Regions from separate parts of the Mus musculus genome. Here regions 1, 2, 3, 4, 5 and 7 are each linked to region 6. Evidence: chromatin contacts called from public HiChIP or PLAC-seq and promoter capture Hi-C data. All regions are on one chromosome and are shown on one strand. The core of a region is the stretch at or near the end of the contact, and the rest is flanking DNA. Distances in the headings are between cores, read along the strand shown.

Region 1 (2,716 bases), core at 107-2,606, 890 kb after region 6:
TTTTTGTGGCTACGTGGCCCCCGGTGTTTATATATAGGTGGCCCTCCCTACCGTCCCTGCTACAAGTCACTATGTGGGCACTACTACTTCCCACAAGAGAAATTAGTTCTAACTTGTGTAGGCGACAGCTCTGTTGCTGTTGCTGTTGCACGTGGGAGTCATGTGCAACTGAATCTAGCTACATTAACTCCTGCCTGCAATATCCTGCCTGTCAACTCCGCTTCCACGCCACTGGCGCTTCTCCTTTTGCAATTAACATCTTTCTTGAAAATTATTCCTGGCCCACTCAAGCTCTGTTCGCTACTTTGGATAAGGTTTGATGCAACATTAGACTTGGTATGTGTGAGAATGCTGCTATCCTCTCACAGTTATACTGCAGAGGCACAGTCGATGGGCAGCTTGTAACTTTGGGTTTAAGAAGTATTGGAAGTCTGGCTGGATAAAGAAAAAAAAATGATAGCTGTTATCATAAACTCTGGTCTTGAAACCTGTCTTGGGTACTATGGGAGGATGCTGGTACAGGCAACAGCTAGGATACTGGGATCCATATTTGTTCTACAAAGCAGACAAGCCATAGCCTAGTGAGTCTATGGGGAACAATGATGTCAGACAATGATGTGCGTTATAAAGCCAAAAAAAAAAAAAAAAAAAAAAAAAAAAAGAGATGGGCAGTGACATGGGGCGCAGTCTTCCACGTAGTTACAGAAAGTTCTAAAGGAAGTGATATTTAATAAAACACACATGTAAGTGCTGAGGAGGGACTGAGTTGGGTAAAGTACTTGCAAGTGTGAGGACCAAAGTTTGCATCTCCATAAACTACACAAGAGCATGCATGTCTATAATCCCAGGAGTCCTACGGCCAAATCAAGTGGAGAAGAATTTCTGGAAGCCCAAGGGCCTCTAATCTGGTTTATGTGATACAAACAAGAGACACTGTGTCAAACAACTCCTGAAGTTTGCCTTTTGACCTCCACATGTTATGGCAAATGTATGTGTCACATTCACATACAGAAATGCACTTATACACAGATAAAGACTAAACACAAAAACAAATGTAATCACAGTACTTTGGGATTTTCTGAGTATAATACTTATATGTATTTTTGATTGTATATCATCAAGTTATAATCTAATCTGAAATTTTCTTATGAAAAGGTGTACCTGCTTGTATTATGAATGCTAACTATGCTCCCCCAAAAAACTGTTTGCACGATAGGGTCTGCACATAGCTTCTGGGAACCTGCCCTCAGTTAGCTCTGACTGGTAAATAAAGAAAGCAGCAGCTGAGAGCTGGGGAGGACAGACAGAGGCGAGAGCTTGGCGTTTCCTGGGCTTGGGACGGGAGGAGAGGAAGGGGAGATGGCTTAGGAGAGTGTGGAGGGAGGAGAGACAGAGTCTGCCATGGGGTAGAGAAGCAAGGAGAGCACCCAGATGTCTAATTGGAGTGAAGAGTAACCAAGATGGAACATAAGAATTAATAAGTGGTAACTAGGAATTACTGGCAGAGGTAGGTTCTTGTTGGGGCCCCAGAAGCCTCTGGAATCTTGTTCCAGGGCCATTATCTAACACTCTTTTGCTTCTTCCACTATCTTGCTTCCGTTTTGTAATTGACTCAGGACATTTACAATGTGGGGCATTCCTTTCCCTTTACAATGAGGGCACTCCTTTCTGGACCTTTTACAATGGGGACATTCCTTTGACCTTAGTGTGTTACCTAGCACTGTGGTTTGGCCTGTGTACCTGAGCAAATTCTGTTTGCGGTTTTCAGCTTTAAAAAGCCCCCCATCTCCCCTGAGTAAACGAGGCTTGAACAGAATTTTTGTCTTGCATCCTTCTTTTGTGTCTTCTAATCCCAAAATTTGTTGTTGTAGCTCCCTTCCCTCGAGAATCCTGTTGTTTAAACAAGTCCTGCAGGTTGGGGCAGGTTCTCGCAGCGTGGAGGCCAGCTATTGTGCTGCTTAAGGCATATAAAAATATAAAGGCTGTGTATGTGTGTCTCACTTGGGAACATAAATGTTTGAGGTGGGAAGTGACCCCCCCCCCTTCAAGCTGGGATTCATTAATAATTAATTCAACAAAAAAGAGGAAAAAAATAAAGACTTACTTCTAATAGATTTGCACTTTTTTCCTCAATGGTACATTGTAACAGGTTGTAGCTCATTTGTATGATGCCATCAACATATGGTAAGCATGCTAATTGATAATCCAGACTATTCACATAAAAAATTCCAATACGTATCTCAATAGTCATGGTCACGATTTGCTTTAGGTAGCTTCTGAATTTATGTATTATTCTTTTAAACTCGATGGATGTCAAGTTCGTCATGAATGGCAGTTTTGTAGTCATGACTTTGGCCTTTTCTACTATGTAACAATATTTCAGAAACCTGCAGCTGTAGTCGCTAACCAAGCCCACTGAATTACCAATAATAGTCAGCAGAGTCACAATCTGTGAATGAAAACGTCAAGATGGTTAGCATGTTCCACCTGGAAATAGAAGCCTTACTAAAAGCTTTTATCTGCATTGTTGGGCAAGCTGATGGTTACTGTCAAATGATGGTCTTTGTACAATTCATTCTGTTTAGAACTGGAATTAAATATTGCCATATGTTGGAAACAAGACTAAGAAAAATAGATAACATGACTTTCATGCAAAGGTTACTCAGATATTTAATTTGTAATCAAGGTATTATTTTGAACTATGTCCTAGAGAGAC
Region 2 (2,751 bases), core at 116-2,615, 700 kb before region 6:
GAGTTGGTACATACCATGATCATTGAGCTAAAACGCCCAGTCTCAGGTTTTTCTTTTCTTTGTTAGCTAGGACAGTCACTCTGGGCAACCCCAGGATCCGCTGTTTTGTCTATTCTAATGGTGACTCCATTGACTCTGTTGTATGAAATTTGAAGCTAAAATATTTGGTATAAAGTTGTCTTAGTTAGGGTTCCATTGCTGTGAATAGACACTAGGACCAAGGCAAACATTTAATTGGGGCTGGCTTAGAGTTTCAGAGGTTCAGTCCATTATCGTCATGGCAGGAAACATGGCAGCAGCCAGGCAGACATGGTGCTGGTAAAGGAGCTGAGGGTTCTGCATTTTGCCTTTCTTCCATCCTGGGCAGAGCTTGAGCACTAGGAGTCCTCAAAGCCCACCCCTACAGTGACACATGTCCTCCAACAAGGCCACACCTTTTCTAACAATGACATATCTTCTAATAGTATCAATCCCTGTGGGCCATGCATTCAAACACGAATCTTTGGGGGGGCCAAATCTACAAACCACTACGAAAGTACAGCAACATCTGGTCTTGTCTATGTTTTTTTCTTGCCTTTGAGGTCTTGGACTTTAATTGACTGTACTTCTATGCAGTTGCCTGAACAAGACAGGCTCTTACTTTCTGGTATACTGCTATGCATGTCCTTGCCTACTTTAACTCTTATTTGTTCTTTAATTCAGTCTCAACTGAAATTGTTATTTATAGTCCGTCTTCTTGCTCAACTCTACACACCATACCATTCCCACAGCACTGCTGTGTTACAACAAATTGTGCTTCTTGTAGGGTTACAGCCTGTGCTCCAACACACCAGGTTCAGCCACCTATCCTCAGTAAGCCAATTAAAGGACCCAAATTAATAGTAAAAAGCAGAAAAAGAGAATTATTCAAAATTGCTACATTGTGAAGGATAAGGAGATACAAGAGTCCCCAGCCTTGACTTCAATGCCTCTTAGTTATCCTTAGAGTCCTGACATGAAAGTAGGTTTTAACAAAAAACAAGAGCTAAAGATAACTAGACAGTGTGTCAAGGTGTGGTTCTCCGTCTACCATTTTCTTGTTTCATGAGTGATGGAGAAAAGAAACAGTCTGAATGAATTAAATAAAACATAGTCCTTCGCGGTGTCTGATTAGCTACTGCTTTTGTTTAGCTCAACTTTCAACCAGAATGTGGGCTCAGAGGTCGGTCTCAGAGTCATCTAGTGGACACCTGGCCCAGCATTTGTAGACTGGCTAAGTGACAGCTAAGACGGAGACAGGAGATGCATGTGCCTCTGCACCCCAGCCCAGCTGCAGCGGCTTTGAGTAGCAGGAGGCCTGGGCCCATAGCCGGAGGCGGGACTTCCGGTCCCGCTGGCGACCGCGGCCCGCGCCAGGCGGAAGCGCGGCTCCGGGCCAGGATCCGCGAGCTCCGGCTGGAGCAGAGTTCGGAGCCTCAGTGTCCCGGACGCCCGTGGTCGGTGTGGATGCTTCTCGGCGCTGCGTCCCCGCGGTCCGGGGAGGCCGAGGAGGCACGCGGGAGTCGGCGCGGCGGGAGAGCAGGGATCTCGGGGTGAGGACGGCTGGCGGCGGAGGGTGGCTGCGAGGGGCTGAGGAGGCCGAGGTGACATCTTCCATGGGGGTGTGTCCGCGTCCCCAGGCTCGTAGGGAAGGTGGCCCGAGATGGCCTTGGGGGGCTTGCAGGGAGACGCTCCAGAGGCAGCTCTTTTCACCCTCGGGGTTAAAGATGAGAAGGACGTCTTGACCTAACTCATCTGCGAGATGAGCAGCCAAGGCTTGCATGCTCAGCATTGCTTTCTTTGCAATACATTGCTTTCTTTCTCTTAAGACTTCTCCCCTCTTCCAGTGGTCTTCGGAGGGGAATACCCAACATTCGTAGGGAAAACCTGAACTCTTACTCACTTAGCTCCCGTTCAGGCTTTGTCAGACTAATAGGACTTTAGGTCTTTGATTCAGACAAGCAAGCCCACTGAAGTTTTCATTTTAGACTCTTCTCTACCTTGCGGAGTTCAGGTTGTCCCACTTCCTTTGTCGTGGAGTGAGCTTGTAAGTATCTGGACAAAGCTTGCACCTTCATGTTTGCACTTTATGACTTACTGTTTGCTTCTCAATGGGGTGACACATTTTTAGATGTTAAATAGATTGGATTCTTGCCACACACTGAGCATAACTAGGCAAAGCCAGAGTACTGTCACTGATGGAGGCTGGTGTATACTGATTGCTTCAAGTGTTTCCCTTCCCAAGAGTTACAATCTTAATTTTATCCCCCGGTATTTGCCAGTACTGGTAACTTACATCTTACTTGGTGGTCTGACCTGAACTACTTGAAGAAACAAATACAAACATACAAACAAACCAGAAAGCACTGTGCATTTATCCATAACCCGGTATCTCACTGACTTACTTGAGATTTGTGCTGCAGTGAGACAAGTTATTATAAGAACGGTTTGTTGGGTGGCACAGCTGATGTAATGCAGGATGCACCTAACATAGTGCTTTAACATATTAATGAAGACATTGAAGGCAGTCTTCTGAAGTCATGGGGCTAACTGTTGGGTTGATTTCTTTTTGCATCTCTTCATTTCTTTTTTAAGTTGTTTGTTTTTATGTGTATGGGTGTTATTGCCTGCATGTATGTCTGGGCACCACATGTGGGCCTGTTGTTCTCAGAAACCAGAAGAGGGCATCACAGTGCCTGTCTCTAGAGTTGTGGGCTGCCTGCCATGTGGGTG
Region 3 (3,003 bases), core at 261-2,760, 850 kb before region 6:
TTTTAAGCTTGCTGTTGAACTCTCCAGAATAAATACATTTTAAAAGCAAGCAAAACCTATTATGAGCCAAACAGCGTACTATTCTTCAGTAATAGGAACATTGGCCCTGTATGTAAAAGTATATTTAAATCAATATCTCATGCTATTTTATCCGTCTTTTTCTACCAATGGAATGTTATTTAATTCTATTCTGTAGACATAAGAAGACGTTTAAATTACTTTGGTGTGCTTTCATACCCCGGTGGCACCCAGAACAACAGGAAACAGTGGGGTGAGAATGTAGTCGCTCTGACAGATATGTCCCCATCTAACAATAAACGTATCTGCAGATTTGGTGTTGAGGATGCTGCTGTGGGGAGAGCACTAGAGGTCTGAAAGAACTCCATGGAGTCTGTGTGTGTGTGTGTGTGTGTGTGTGTGTGTGTGTTTACATCGGGACTGTGGTTCATGCAGCAGATTGTTGTTGAGCACATCACAAGACCCGGGTACCTCCCTAGGCAATGAAGAACAAGCGGAAACAAAACAAGTTAGAGTGGGGATGTAGCTCAGCACTGTCGGTGAGCACGCCCAGACTCCAGCACCACATAAACAATAGCTCCTATAGAGTTATTTGAGGGGTGGGAGGAGTGGGCTGCTCTATTTGAGTGAACCTAACAGAAGAGGGGAAGAAAGCCAGGAAACAGGATAAAGGGACAGAGAGACAGGGCAGTCTGTGGTAAAGCCATTGCATGTTACTTGGAAATACGGAGTTATAAGGAAGCTTAAGGAGAACATTGAGACAGTAGCTATTGGCAACATGAGGGCATTCGGGTGTGCCACGGAGTGGGTCTGGCCTACAGTTCTGTCAAAGGAGATGGAAGCTGAACACGTTGGTGCTAGACTAAATGACTTTATGTTCTTATGTCCTTTATGGACAGCGACAGGAATCTGAAGATCGTGGGCAGAGGATCACTGTCCACCACCCCTCTCCTTAAAGGATGACACTTTCTAATTTACTGTCTCACCCACTACTCCACTGAACTAAAAGAGAGCCATGGAGGTCCCAAAGAACCCCATGGAGTTTGAAGTGTGTGTGTTAGGGTCGGGGGTTGTGCATGGATCAGTTACACACTGTGTCCAGTCCTGTGTGGGACTTGGCGGTTCAGAACTAAAAGCGGTAGTTGGAAGAAGTGATGGAGAGAGATGGCTGTTTAGCATGGACCAGAAATCCGAAGCTGTAGGAGGAAGACGAAAAACCTGTTGGGATGGCGCTGAGATGCGGAGTGACGAACCTGGTGACGCGGAGGGTCGTCTGTGAAGGCGCCCGAGTCGAGGCTTGCGATTGGGCGAGGGGAAGGTGCCTCTGACGGTCGTCAAGGTAGCAGTTCGGGAGGGACGCCAAGGCCTCCTCCAAGTCACCGCGCATCCCTTGCTGAGCCCTTGCTGACGTGTCACTCGCAGCAGCCCGCCTCTTGGGCGCCTCCCCCGGCACCGCCCGCTCCTGCCCCGCCCCCGACACCGCCCGCCGGCGGCCTCCGCGTCACCCGGGCCCGCGGTGGCCACAACATGGCTGCGGCGCCGGGGCTGCTCTTCTGGCTGTTCGTGCTGGGGGCGCTCTGGTGGGTCCCGGGCCAGTCGGATCTCAGCCACGGACGGCGTTTCTCGGACCTCAAAGTGTGCGGGGACGAAGAGTGCAGCAGTGAGTCCGGGGTGGCGGGGCGGGCGGCCGGTTCCCGGGTGGCTGCGGTGGCTGCGCGGGTCGGAGTCCCACAGCCGGCACCTGGCCTAGGGGGTCGCAGGCCCGCGGAGCCCGCGCTGGTACGCTTTACTCGGCTATCGCCCGGCTAGCCCTGCCATAGAGGCCGTGCCTACCACTTGTTGCCGGATTTGCTCTCTGCTCCTCTGACCCTGCCGGGGGGCGCCGCAGACCCAGCCGGGTTTCCAGGGTGCTGCTCTCTGCTTCCTTATCCCCGCACTCCCCTTGGGCTCCCAGGGTGATGGGGTGGCTCGCCCCCGCATCCTGGGCGCCCCATGCTGCAGCCAAGAGCGTTTTAACGCCGGCCGCGGGGACCTGGGTCCACTCAAGACCGAGATCCACGCGCTTAGAGATCTGGGGCGCAATCCTAGCGGCCGATTGACGGCGGGGTTCCTCCAGAAGGCACCTCGGCGCTGCCCTCTTGGCTGCATTGGGACCAGCTCACATCATCTTTGGAACCAGAGGAACTGGAGTTTAGGTTTGGGATGAATCCCGAGGCCAAGCAAGCAGTGCATTCTGTGGTCTCCCCGGTTTTCTCCTTCAGTCCCGTCGCTCTTTTGCATAGAAGCCTTTTGCCAGCTCCCAAGCAGGGCTGCGGGAAGGTCAAAATCTTTCGTTCTTTAACCAGCCAAGTTACTGCACCTGTCACTACCTGAGAACCGCAGCCGCCTTCTCTGTGCGCAGTCGCGCCCTAGTCCTAGGTTGGAGGTGCCAGGGTTGGAGGTGGGCCATGGGGAAGGTTAGGATTAGAAGAGGGCTACTACTGTAACGGTGATAATAAATACTCCAAGGGTCTCAGGAACCCGTCCAGCCCTTTCCTTAGTTCCCTATGTTGCTGGGACTTACTCCTACCCAGAATAATACTGTTTTTAGGTTGGTTTCCAGAAACTGTAACTCACTGACGATGTCCTTCACAAATCACAGCAGTCCATTCAGAAAAGTATTCATTCTAAAAGACTAAGAAGAGTGCAGGTTAGCCATTTGTATTTCAATTGGTGTTATGAAAAAAAAAAGGAAAAAGCAAAATGCATAACTTGAATGGTTTACTCCAATACCATTAAAGAAAAAAAAGGGGCGCCTGTAATTTATGTCGCTGAGATTCTAGGTCCTAGCTGTAACCCAGGGCCACTGTAAATAAACAGCGAAGGTAAAGCAACCACGAAGGTAAAGGCACCACGGCGACTTCTCCCTTTCATGCCCTACTACCATTTGGTGCCCTACTACCATTTGGTCATTGACTGCTGTCAAGCGTCTTCTGTTCTTTGCTG
Region 4 (3,020 bases), core at 152-2,651, 870 kb before region 6:
CAGTGGGTAAGAGCACCCGACTGCTCTTCCGAAGGTCCGGAGTTCAAATCCCAGCAACCACATGGTGGCTCACAACCATCTGTAACAAGATCTGACGCCCTCTTCTGGAGTGTCTGAAGACAGCTACAGTGTACTTACATATAATAAATAAATAAATCTTAAAAAAAAAAAAAGAATATATAACACGCACGTACAGTAGCAGCAGTTGCTAGTATGTATTCGGAACTTAACCACATAAATAGCCCATAAGTTATCTAAGATAATCATAGCAGCAACCGTATTTCCTTCCAAGTTAGGACTGAGAAACGGTGAAGACAAAAGTCTGGGAAACACAAAGCACACAGACGAGCCGGTATGACAAAAAACGTAAGGGGGTCGGCAGCGGCCCATGGCAAAGAAATGACTCGACAAAAGCAGCTACATGCCACTGGACATGGATTTAAATGTCAAAATGCTCAAGACCCTTGTTCTGCGTATCCATCAAATACTGAAGCTACGAATTCCACTGAACGCGTCCCTCCCTTCTGCAATCCCACAGCATCACCCTAGTTCGGTACCCTCACCCTTATCAACTGGCGTTGCTTTCTTTGTTTTCTGCGGTGCTAGAGATCGAACCTGAAGCCTGCTGACAAACGATTTCTTTCTTTTCTTTTTGGGGGTGTTTTGTTTTGTTTTTTTCCGAGACAGGGTTTCTCTGTGTAGCCCTGGCTGTCCTGGAACTCACTCTGTAGACAGGCTGGCCTCGAACTCAGGAATCCGCCTGCCTCTGCCTCCCAAGTACTGGGATTAAAGGCGTGCGCAACCACCGCCCGGTACGATTTCTTTTTTTAATATTACACTTTGTTTATTGTCGGAAGAAGCCACGGCGCACGCGTGGAGGTCAGAGAATCATCTAGAGGGGTCCTTCAACTGTGTAGATCCGGGGATCGAACTCACCCGGCTTGACAGTAATTGCCACTACCTGCTGACCCATCTCCCAAAGAGTTGGCCAGCCTCAAATTTTGTTTCTCCGCCTTAAATCCAGATTAGGCCTTTAAAAAAAATCAATCTCAGCCGTTCCGCGAAAAAGTTTGAAATAGCACCTGAATTAGAAATCGACCTTACCACACACGGTAAGGAGACAACGCAAATCCTTCCTTGGCCCTCAAAGACTCAAACTGGCCTGGGGAAGGTTGGCGTGGTGGCTGTTGCCACGGTAACCAAAAGTTCACGATCTCTGTAACTTACGGTCTCAGAGCCCAGGAGCACAAAGTCAAGAGGAAACCGCAGAAGGAACAAGCAGGAGGCTCACACACCTTTTCCTGTTTCACTGAAAGCGCAAGGCGTACGGAGCCCGCGAGCCGCTAAATCCAAGCTCCAGAGTCGCCCGACTCCACGTTGTTCGCCGCCCCGGAAAACCCTGTCCGGAAGCAGTTAACGAGCGCTTCCTGGGAGCTTGCGCAGAACCAGCCTGGTGGGCATTCAGGTAGTGCGCATGCGTGGCCACGCCCCCACAGGAGCGTTACCTGTGGGAAAGATGCAGAGCCTATCCAGCTCTGAAGAGGCTTCCGGACGAGGCCCGGAAGTGGATGTTGACTTCCGCCTCCCCATTGGTTTGGCCCAGATTGACAATTTAGCCTGAGCCTTAACGAAATTGGAAGATTTCCATCGCAAAGTCGAGTGTGACAAGGGAACGCATAGCCGATCCCAGTTGCTGCTAGCATCTGATTTAAGTGACTTCCTGCCTCACAGTTTGAGCAAGAATCTTTTTCCTTTTCAACGTGGATTGTTGTAGGGATGGGTCTGGATCCCACTTTCATGAGAGACATTCACAGCCATGTGTTAATTCTGGAGGTAGATAGTGGAATTGTTAAGCCTTTGAAAAGGACCATGGAGAATGGCAGATGTATTTTCAAGGGCTGATCCGTTAAATGAACAGACTGGCACCAGTGGTGAAAACACGCATTAATGAGTAAAAGCTACAGGAAGACAACTTTAAAGTTATTGGAACTAAAATAAAAAAGAACGTACTGAAGGCTGCATAAGTGATGGCATGGACTCCTCTGGAACTTTGAATTTACTGCTCGAGAACAGAATCCGAGTATCATAGAAACCTAAGGGTCTATAAAAAGACTTTGTATGAAGAGTTGTTTTTTTTTTTTTAATGCGATGGGTATTTTATTCCGTGTTTTCTATGTAAACAGTATGCAGTGCTCATAGGCACTAGAGAAAAGTTATTTATACAGTTCTTTGTGTCTTTGCCCTTACTGTTTCTTTTTGTTGCTGAGTTTTTGTTTTGTTTTATTTTTGTTTCTAAGACCATGTTTCAGCATTGCCCTAGCTGTCCTAGAACTTAGTCTGTAGACCAGGATGGCCTCAACCCAGAAATCAGTCTGGCTTCCAAGTGCTGGGATTAAAGGCATGTGCCTCTATGCCTGGGCCTTTAAACCTATACTCCTAACTACAGGCAAAGCTAAACTATGTGACAAAGGAGGGGCAGTCACACACACACACACCAAGATAATGATTAGCTTGTCATCTGGAATCTTGATTTATCAAAATGACTCAGCTGATTTTGGTCATGCTCATAAAAATGGGGGAAAATACTAGCAGTAGTGGTGCGTGCCTTTAATCCCAACACTCAGGAGGGAGGGAGGCAGGCAGATTTCTGAGTTCGAGGCCAGCCTGGTCCACAGAGGGAGTTCCAGGACAGCCAGGGCTACACAGAGAAACCCTGTCTCAAAAAAGGGGTGGGAGGATGTTGTGATGTTGAAAGATCCTGGCAGAATGTAAAAGGTCACAGAAGCCCTGAAATTGGCAAAATAGATTCATTGTTAGCAGAACTAGCTTCACTGGTTTAGAAAAATAGAGGTACACAATGCTCTGGCCACTCCTAGAACCCATGTGTCTGCCAATGTTCTGACCGTTCCTTGAACCCATGTGTGTGCCCACTGATGAAGCCCATTGCCAGGTGTTTGTGATATTGGTTGCTGAGGAAGAGTCGGAAAATCTCCACAGCAACCACAGCTGGGGCCAATCCA
Region 5 (2,837 bases), core at 231-2,730, 900 kb before region 6:
GTGCCACAGCACTGAGCCAGAGACAGGAAGCTTTGGAACTGGCTGCCAGCCATCCTACCTGAATCAAGGGAATCCAAGTTTTATAAGCCCTGTTCCAAACAAGGTAAAGAGAGATAGAAGCCACCTAACACTGACCTCGAGCCAATACACACACACACACACACACACACACACACACACACACATAACACGCACACACACGCATGCACACATGCACACCCCTTGCTCATCTCAGAGTTAAATTTCCAGGAAACACCTGAAGGACGGTGCCCTGTCCTGAGAACACAGCCCCGAGGCGATGCCACCCAGGTGTCTGTCCTCTGAGTGCTACTGCACTGATTCCTGCCTAGGCTGTCTGTACCCACGCATAGAGCTGAGGAGTTTGAAAACAGTGGCCATGGTGGGATAAAGATACCCTGGGACAGCCACATACTAGCACTAAAATGCCCCAGGATGTCTGTCACGTCATTAGAGTGCTGCTTTCCTGCAGAAGCTTCTCGAGTTGGACTCTCTTCCCGAAGACTGGTGCGTGCGCGTGCGCATGCGCAGTCTGTACCTTCTAATGTTCAAGCTCAGCTCAGCTAAGGTGACGCCTCCTGCCTGTGGATTTTGGCTGCTGCTGAGCGTGGAGAGGAGAAACTCTGGGTCATTTCCTCCCAGCAACTTGAGGCTCTCTGCATCCAGCTTAGGAGTTCTGCAGACAGGACCCCAACCCCTGCCACCACCACTGTCACAACCAAAGCCCCCATGGCAAAACACCCTCTCAGCAGGTGTCACAACCCCTCCCCGCCCCACCCCTGCCCACTGCACAATGCATAAATGCCACAGGGATGCTGTGCCCAGCTTTCTGGTCCTTGTAGGCAGGACGGAGCAGCTGCACTGAGAACCCCATGAACACCTCTTTCAATCTTCGTTGTCTGGAGAAAAAGCCCAGAGGGAAGAGTATGGAGAACCAGGGCACACCCTCACCTCCAGCTCTCCAGGGAGGCACCTGGCAGAAGAGTCCTACTCCAGGATCCCTCACTGTTCAGCCAAACACTGTAAAGCCACAAATCGCTTTTCCAAACTGGCTCCCTCTCCTCCTCCTCCTCTTCCTAGGCTTACATACACTCAGACCCACCTGGCAAAGGATGTCTTTAATGTAACCTCCACACAGCTCGTGGGCCTTCAGGTCAAAGTAGCTCATGATGTCCCAGTACCTGGCAGCGATGCGGCGGTCTTTGCGCTGATCACAGCAGCCGAAGGAGTCATAGTCAGAGCAAAAGTCCAGGTGCTGAGGAGGACGGAAGGGTGGTCCATAATCCAAGCACTGGGGGTGTCCCTGCAGCAGGCCCACCCAGCCCAACAAGAACGGGAGGCCCAGGCAGAAAATGCCAGGAGAGAGCCACGGGGCCCGATGACCAGGAACAGTGTGTGGGCTAGTATGTTTTCCCAGCATTTGGACCTTGGGAATTCTCTGCTGCTCCTTCCTGGGTTGGCCTGCCCAGTCTGCCCAGTGCCCCCCCCCCCGCCCCCGCTCCCAACTGCTCTTCCTTCTTTCTCTCCCTCACATCCTGCCCCAGTTCAATGAGGTGGTTCATCAGTGAAGTTCCTTCTCTGTGCTGGTGGCTAAGCATACCTCGTGACATCAGGGAGAGGTGTCCTTACCTAAAAGTGAAGCTGGAGCAGGTCTTGACACTAGTGCTGAGGGTTTGGGAGACTGCGGGTGCTTAGTCAACCGTGTGCTGGCATCAATGACTGAGGTGCTAGGATTCTTCAAATTGCACAGAGTTTCCGCCATGTTGGGGGCAGGCCAGGAAATTCCCGCTTGTTTACTGTTTTTCTGCAGGCTGAGCGGCACACATTACAGATGTCTGACAGCAGACTCTGCGCGAGGCAAATGTCCAGGCTCCTGCAGTGCAGAAGGGCACAGAGAGTGCTGGTGTGGGTCTGGGAGCATGTCACGGAGAGCCGTCCCGAGTGTGCCTGGATGGGAGGAAGTGTCATGAATCTCGCATCCCCAGCAAGAAAAACACAAGCAGTCAAGCAAGGAAAGGAGGGCGCCTCAATCCCTTCACTCTGCTGCAATAATATCACAAACTGGGATGGGGCTCAGCTGGTAGAGTGCTTGCCTAGCATGCATAAGGCCCTGGGTTTGATTCCCCAGTATCTCACAAATCAGGCTGTGCTGTGTTCAACTGCCCTTGGGAAGTAGAGACAGGAAGGTCAAAGGATCCAGGTCATCCTTGACTGTAGACAAGTTCAAGGCCAGTCTGGGCTACATGAGACCCTATCTCAAAAGCACACTGAAGAAAACAAAAATACTGTAGACTTGTTAACTTATAGATAGTAGAAACTTATCTCTCAGTTTAGAGACTGGGAAATTCAAAATCAAGCAGGGGGCAAGTCCGGTGTCCAGCAAGGAACTTTTATGACTGTGTCCCCACAGTGAGAGTCAGAACAGAATCACCCTCTGAAGCCCCCTCCCAGGCTCTCTTAGTCAGGGTTTCTATTCCTGCACAGACATCATGACCAAGAAGCAAGTTGAGGAGGAAAGGGTTTATTCGGCTTATACTTCCACGCTGCTGTTCATCACCAAAGGAAGTCAGGACTGGAACTCAAGCAGGTCAGAAAGCAGGAGCTGATGCAGAGGCCATGGAGGGATGTTACATACTGCCTTGCTTCCACTGGCTTGCTCAGCCTGCTCTCTTATAGAACCGAGACTACCAGCCCAGAGATGGCATCACTCACAAGGGGACCTCCCCCTTGATCACTAATTGAGAAAATGCCTTGCAGCTGGATCTCGTGGAGTCATTTCCTCACCTGAAGCTCCTTTCTCTGTGATAACTCCAACCTGT
Region 6 (2,808 bases), core at 224-2,723:
ATCCAGCTTACTGCTGGGTAGAACCTTCTGGGCGCGGCCCGTCAGGCACTTCATGTTAAGTGTTGGGATTTAAAGACATGGGCTACCATGCTCGACAGCCAGCATTTGTTTGCAGCATGGTGGTTTCTAAGCTTCATGGCTCTTTTCCGGAAGCTGTTCATTTTTTCCCACCATCTGATTTCCTTTGGCCCCACCCTGATTTTTTCTGGGCTCAGGATTCAAAAGGGAAGTGGGGGAAGATCCCAGACACCTGCCATGCCCAGGAGAGAATAGTGAGGTAGCAGTATCAACAGACAAGCCCTGGCTTTGCCACAGGGAGACAGACACTTTGATTCTTCCAGGAACAGTCATTTGCATATCACTGATATTTCAAGTTGCTACAATTTCCTGCAACTGACAGAGTTACAAACTATCTCAGAAACCATCAATGCTGAACCAAGATGAGGTTCAAACCAGGGTTTCTCAGCCTGGCACAGAGATCTTTCAGACTGCACTTTTCTTCCTGTTCTCTCTGTAGAGGGATGCCCTCCGCCCGACCATCCTTTAGTAGCACCTGGCTTCCACCCAGTAGAGGCCAGGAGCCTCCTTTGTCCCAGTTGTGACAATATGAGGAAAGTCTGCAGTTAGGGTCAAAAACCTTTAGGGTCACATTGGTGCGTGCGGGTTGCTTCCAGTTGAGAACCCGTGCTTTAAACCATTCATAGCACAAGCCCGCCCAGTTCTGTGTGTGTGAGTGGCAGCGAAAACTTTCATTGGACAGAGCGGTGGTACAGGCCACCAACAGGGGCTCTGTTCTAAATGGTGTCCCAGCAGCAACTCAATAAATCATCCCAGGTAAATCTGAGTTTTAGATAAGCATCACATTATTATTCTAACACAGGTTTGCCTCGGGTGATATTTGAGGGCTACGTATGCTAAAACCACACAATCCCCCAGCCCCTTTTCTTGAAATTTAGATTTAACAAGCATGGATTGTTTTGTTTTGTTTTTTTGTTTTTTTGTTTTTTGTTTTTGTCAAATTGTACAGCCCTACTTATGCACAAATAAGTAACTGCAGAGGCCCTGGGACCCTAAAATTCCTGTCTTGCTTTAATTTGTAGGGGTTACATCTTTGAACTTCTTTGGAGCTCAGTTTCTCATCTGTAAGATGGACACACCAGTAGCCATTTCTCACAAATTTGGGGGTGGTAGGTAACATGTGTGCCCAGAGCCTGCAGAGCTCTCTTTCGATCCTGAGCCCAATGAGTGGCAACTGGCTTAGTCGCCGCGCTCCCTCCCTCATCCGCTCCTGACTCATCCGATGTTTTCTGGACAGTCATTGCTGAGTTTCGCCCAGCCTTACTCCCCAATGGCTGGGGTTTGACAACTTCGCTCCCCAACTTGCGATTGTCGTCCCCCCAACACCCCCCGCTCGCCCTCCCCACCGGGCCGCGCCATCCCGAGAGCCGTCCGAAGGTGGCAGCATCGGCCCCGTAGTCCTCACGGTCGGGCTGGCACTGTGCAGGTCGCCGGCGAGCCGCGTCCGGAGCCCGGCGCCGAGCAGGCCTGGGGAGGCGGAGGCCACACCCCGCGCACGGCCCAGGCGCTTCCCGCCGGTGAATCATCCCCGCAGCAGCGGCTCCCGCAGTCCGCTGCAGCGCCCCGGGCCCGGCCGCGCCCCAGCCGAGTGCCGTGCCCCGCCTCTCCGCGACCCCTTTCTCCGTGCAGTGCGCCAACCGGATCGCTACCATGGCGGGCATCGCGATAAAGCTGGCCAAGGACCGCGAAGCGGCCGAGGGGCTGGGGTCGCATGAGAGAGCCATCAAGTACCTCAACCAGGACTACGAGACGCTGCGGAACGAGTGCCTGGAGGCCGGGGCGCTCTTCCAGGATCCTTCCTTCCCCGCCCTGCCGTCATCCTTGGGCTATAAGGAGTTGGGGCCCTACTCCAGCAAAACTCGGGGCATCGAATGGAAGCGGCCCACGGTAGGAAGCGCGAGGGGAACAGGCAGGGCCGGCAGGGCCTGGAAGGGCACTCGGGGTTCCGGGAGGCTGCAAGTCCCTGGCTCCCCGGCTCGGTAGTCCCTGCTTAGTAGTGCTCCGCGATTGCTGCTAAGGGGACTCCCTATGCAGACTGAGGCCCAGCCAGTGGACCTGCCCCAAGCTGCGCGCAGAGCGCTTCGCAGGACAGGACCCCAAATCCCATTAGTGGACACGCCCTGGAGGCTGCCTTCGGCTTCACAAAGCCGCAGGGACACAGGGCCGCTGGGGTGAAACTTTTACTGGACTCTAGTGGTGATCTGAGTGAGGGTGGAGACACTGCTCGGCAGTAGGGGTGGGGGTGGGGATATCAGAGTAGGATAGAAGACTCGGGACTGCTGGGTGGGTGGGGGCAAGGGGTGGGCACAGCCTGGCTCTGGCTGACAAAGGTGGTCACAAGTACATGTGGCACTTGTAAATGCAAGTACATGTATTTATCCAGCGTGGGTTTTGTCTGGCTCTCAAAGTGCAGTTAGAGGACTCTTTAACTTAAAGAACTGAAGGGTAGCTTAAAGAATCGATGGGCTCCAATGATTCTGTTACTCATTATTTTGCTGACCTAGAGTCCTCACCCGGAAACCTCTGCTCAACTCCTAGATACTCCTGTCCTAACCCTCAGAGTCTCTGCCCTTAAGCCCTTCCCGTTCCCTTGTGGTTTCAATCGCCAGTGGATGCCCATGGGACCCTCACTTGACTTTTCCCAGGAACTGAGAGGAAGTCTAAACTTCTAGATTCCTGTTAGGACAATGGACATTCATACCCTGCTTCTATCCTCTTGGTTCCCCCAGG
Region 7 (2,938 bases), core at 294-2,793, 740 kb before region 6:
ACCTGCAATGAAATAGTCTTTTCATTCTAGACTCCAATCGCCTGTCACTTCTTTGAATACCCTTCCCCCTCCTTGCACCCAAATTTAGACACATGTTCTCCCTTCTCTGAGCTTCATGTGTACATATCTTATCTCACAGGCCCTGCCCGGTGTGATAATGATCTATTAAGCCACACTAATAATTCTTTAGATGATTGGTTTATTCAACACAAGGGATAGTGAACTGATTGGGCTTAACCATTCTGAAGATCCTTCAGTCCTGTCTGGATGACTCCAGAGCAAGGAAACAAATACACCCATGTACAGAGAAGCCAATACTATGACAAAGGAAAAAGCTTTGTTGAAAAATTAGCTAACCAGGAAATGGGAGGCAGGTTCACTCTGATTGGCTAGTGAGTGGGGTTTCCAGGGCTTTTGAGAGTCAATGAGTCCAGCAATATCTTGGGTTTTGCTGGTATCCTTCAAGGCTTTTACTGTTCTAGTCCTTTGCTGTAATATTGGTCAGCACTTTTCAATTAGCTCCCTGCTCTGAGCATAGAACTCCATTGTTCGGAGACTTTTATTTGATCCAGCTCAGGATCATCCTAAGATCAGACTTGGAGGTGCCTCGCAGGATCTGCTGTGCAACACTTTGAAAAGGGGAGACTTATTTTAACATGTACAGAAGAAGGAGGAGGAACTTAGTGCCATTTTGATTGAGGCACATTAGAGGGAACGGACAGTAGAGGACTTAACAGGCCGGTGGCTGGGCAGGAACTTATATTAACTGTGTGCATCAGCCAGGGATGATACAAGCTAGGATCCTGCCTTCCCATGGAGTTTTGGAGGAGGCCATCTTATTCTACAAATGACTATATTCTCCAGAATGTCTCTCGGTCCCTGAGGGAGGCTTCCCAGTTACAAGATACATAGTAACACTTGTAAACCCTTTAAGTAAAAGACCTGTAAAGCAGGGGCTAAAGGATTTCTTTTTCTTTCTTTTTTTTTAAAGATTTATTTATTTTATGTATGTGAGTACACAGTTGCTCTCTTCAGACACACCAGAAGAGGGCATCAGATCTCATTCCTGATGGCTATGAGCCACCGTGTGGTTGCTGGGAATTGAACTCAGGACCTCTAGAAGAGCAGTCAGTGTTCTTAACCGCTGAGCCATCTCACCAGCCCCAACAAGGATTTCTTATGAGCCAGGCAGTCACTAACCTAAGCACTTCCCCCTCCCCCAATTTCTTAGTTGCCTCAGTCAAGCTGTAGGTCCTGAAGAAGTCCCGGTGTGTGTCTACCCTCGGTCTCTCCCATCCACCCTGAGCCACCCTCCTCAGAGTGGCCAGCAGCTCCTGCCCAGGTGTTAAGCATTTTTTCATTTGAGATCTTTCATCTTTCTTAAAACCCAACATGAAAAGGCATCTGCCCTTTGATCAAGCCTCCAAGGCCTCTCCCTTCCAGCCCTGACCCGATTAAGGCTGCAGAACAAGCCTGCACTAAGCACCCCTGCAAAGCCCGGTGCACTCACTTTAGTATTATTTACCTTAACCTTCTTGAAGCGTGCCAGAAAGACACAGAAGTCCCCAGCGCTCAAGGCTGGGAAGATGCGGCAGGATGATAAATAAGTCTAGATGATGATTTCAATGGATGGTAATTTCTCGCTTCCACGGAGACTCTACAAACACAGCTGTCAGAAGTGCATTGTGTAAATCAGATGCTAATTAAATTAAATTCCCACCAGAATCAAGGCAGCAAAGTATTTTGTCTTGTTTTCCTACAAACTGGGCCTCAATCAAGACAGCTGGGGCACCGGCATTTCAGGTACCTGGAAGTAGCAGCTGTGGCGGCGATGTGAGAAGATTGCTTTCATAATTAAGTTGCCGTCAGGAAGAGGGAAGTAGATGCCATTCCTTATGTGATCAGTGACGCTAAAGATGCCAAAAAGATGGTGGCATTTGAGCCGGACTGGGGGAGAGAACTGGGTTCTGATGACAGTTTTAGCGAAACCATTTTACAGCTCGAAGCTACTCTCCCTTGCTTCTCTCCCTCCCCTTCCTTATCCCTTCCACGTGATATTGTTGAAGGCTATCTACTGTCAGGTGACATGTTGGTTCCTGGAATCCAAGAGGGTCTGAAGGTACTCTTCATCCTTTGGTCTTTTTGATGAATCAGGAAGTGGGACTTCAAGATCTTAGCACCTTTTGTGATTCAGGGTCAGGGCATTCCAAGGGTGAGCTTTGATTTCTGGGCCATCGGTTCCACTTCTCAGTCCTCAGCCCTACCTCTCTATTGAAGGAGTCTAATGCACATTCCTACCCCAGGCATCCGTTCTGAGAGAGAGGCTAGAAGTAAAGAACATACAAAGGAGAAAGGACTTGGAAGAGTCCATAGACACAGATGTGACACAGACCTAGGCAAATGCCACCTAAACCATGCAGAGCACACAGTCAGCCTAAACCATGCAGAGCACACAGTCAGTCAGCAGCCTGGGTAAGGAAATCATTCAGTGTAGGTTTTAAATTTGTTTATTCACTCCTTTTTAGAAAGCACATTTATTCTACTGAGGGGATCGCTTGGTATGGTGCTGATGTTGATGTCAAAAGACAGGTTTGCAAGTGTCAGTTTTCTTCCACTGTGTGGGTCCCAGGTATCAAACTTAGATCCTCAGACTTGGTGGCAAGTAACCTTACTTGTCAAGTCATTTTGCCAGTTCCGTTTGATCATTCTTGAAATGTTTACTAAATACTTATCTTGTACCAGGCTCTATGCTGTGAAGGCGCTTCTAGTTCACTGGAGAGGCAAATATTAAAAAATCAACTATAACAAAATGCAGCTGGGTTGATTATGGAATCACTGAAACAGGATGCAAGGCAAGGAGGTTTCCTCTAAAAACAAACAAACTCAAATTGTAAGTATTGAGAGTACTCTGGGGCTAGGGAGACGGCTTAGTAGGGAA

What was found. Promoter capture Hi-C pulls out the DNA fragments that hold promoters and counts their contacts. HiChIP or PLAC-seq counts read pairs in DNA pulled down with a chosen protein or histone mark.
Region 1: a promoter capture Hi-C map of embryonic stem cells shows a contact between it and region 6, with 4 times the contacts expected there. The contact joins the enhancer-like site here to the promoter of Capn2 in region 6. A contact is called at or near these places in 6 of 39 promoter capture datasets (the C10 cell line, embryonic stem cells, hippocampal neurons and 2 more) and 1 of 115 datasets of contacts at active chromatin or transcription factors (pancreatic cancer cells).
Region 2: a promoter capture Hi-C map of liver shows a contact between it and region 6, with 4 times the contacts expected there. The contact joins the promoter of Disp1 here to the promoter of Capn2 in region 6. A contact is called at or near these places in 13 of 39 promoter capture datasets (the 3T3-L1 cell line, the C10 cell line, cranial neural crest and 7 more), 1 of 484 Hi-C or Micro-C datasets (CD8 T cells) and 10 of 115 datasets of contacts at active chromatin or transcription factors (the NIH/3T3 cell line, bone marrow-derived macrophages, craniofacial prominence and 7 more).
Region 3: a FOXA1 HiChIP or PLAC-seq map of pancreatic cancer cells shows a contact between it and region 6. The contact joins the promoter of Mia3 here to the promoter of Capn2 in region 6. A contact is called at or near these places in 11 of 39 promoter capture datasets (the 3T3-L1 cell line, 3T3-L1-derived adipocytes, embryonic stem cells and 6 more) and 4 of 115 datasets of contacts at active chromatin or transcription factors (astrocytes, bone marrow-derived macrophages, extraembryonic endoderm stem cells and 1 more).
Region 4: a contact with region 6 is called in a promoter capture Hi-C map of embryonic stem cells, with 77 times the contacts expected there. The contact joins the promoter of Taf1a here to the promoter of Capn2 in region 6. A contact is called at or near these places in 5 of 39 promoter capture datasets (the 3T3-L1 cell line, 3T3-L1-derived adipocytes, embryonic stem cells and 2 more) and 1 of 115 datasets of contacts at active chromatin or transcription factors (bone marrow-derived macrophages).
Region 5: a promoter capture Hi-C map of embryonic stem cells shows a contact between it and region 6, with 10 times the contacts expected there. The contact joins the promoter of Hhipl2 here to the promoter of Capn2 in region 6. A contact is called at or near these places in 3 of 39 promoter capture datasets (embryonic stem cells, hippocampal neurons and liver).
Region 7: a contact with region 6 is called in an H3K4me3 HiChIP or PLAC-seq map of embryonic forebrain, with 4 times the contacts expected there. The contact joins the enhancer-like site here to the promoter of Capn2 in region 6. A contact is called at or near these places in 2 of 39 promoter capture datasets (cranial neural crest and embryonic stem cells) and 11 of 115 datasets of contacts at active chromatin or transcription factors (acute myeloid leukemia, bone marrow-derived macrophages, embryonic forebrain and 7 more).

What each region holds. Positions count from the first base shown.
Region 1 is chr1:181,622,426-181,625,141 of GRCm38.p6, reverse strand. Dnah14 (dynein, axonemal, heavy chain 14) reads right to left here. Exons shown (of 87, transcript NM_001377039.1): 18 at 2,105-2,449. All of the region lies in intron 2 of Gm33612 (a long non-coding RNA gene), which reads left to right. Among named protein-coding and RNA genes, the nearest start is that of Gm33612, 3.5 kb to the left of the region's middle. Within about 2 kb of position 1,356, at least 36 of the 459 cell types and tissues checked have an H3K27ac peak or open chromatin away from gene starts, as enhancers often do. A contact at or near this core is called in embryonic stem cells and pancreatic cancer cells, where this site is marked.
Region 2 is chr1:183,220,143-183,222,893 of GRCm38.p6, reverse strand. It overlaps Disp1 (dispatched RND transporter family member 1), which reads left to right and starts at 1,365. Exons shown (of 10, transcript NM_026866.3): 1 at 1,365-1,571.
Region 3 is chr1:183,368,072-183,371,074 of GRCm38.p6, reverse strand. It overlaps Mia3 (melanoma inhibitory activity 3), which reads left to right and starts at 1,510. Exons shown (of 26, transcript NM_177389.3): 1 at 1,510-1,678. The coding sequence starts at 1,546. It also overlaps the pseudogene Gm37339.
Region 4 is chr1:183,387,366-183,390,385 of GRCm38.p6, reverse strand. Taf1a (TATA-box binding protein associated factor, RNA polymerase I, A) reads right to left here and starts at 1,401. Exons shown (of 11, transcript NM_001277959.1): 1 at 1,228-1,401.
Region 5 is chr1:183,417,113-183,419,949 of GRCm38.p6, reverse strand. It overlaps Hhipl2 (hedgehog interacting protein-like 2), which reads right to left and starts at 1,480. Exons shown (of 9, transcript NM_030175.5): 1 at 1,121-1,480. The coding sequence starts at 1,438.
Region 6 is chr1:182,516,275-182,519,082 of GRCm38.p6, reverse strand. It overlaps Capn2 (calpain 2), which reads left to right and starts at 1,473. Exons shown (of 21, transcript NM_009794.4): 1 at 1,473-1,965. The coding sequence starts at 1,729.
Region 7 is chr1:183,251,531-183,254,468 of GRCm38.p6, reverse strand. It overlaps Fam177b (protein FAM177B), which reads left to right. Exons shown (of 6, transcript XM_030244966.1): 6 at 140-169. The coding sequence ends at 169. Among named protein-coding and RNA genes, the nearest start is that of Fam177b, 23 kb to the left of the region's middle. Within about 2 kb of position 1,543, at least 10 of the 459 cell types and tissues checked have an H3K27ac peak or open chromatin away from gene starts, as enhancers often do.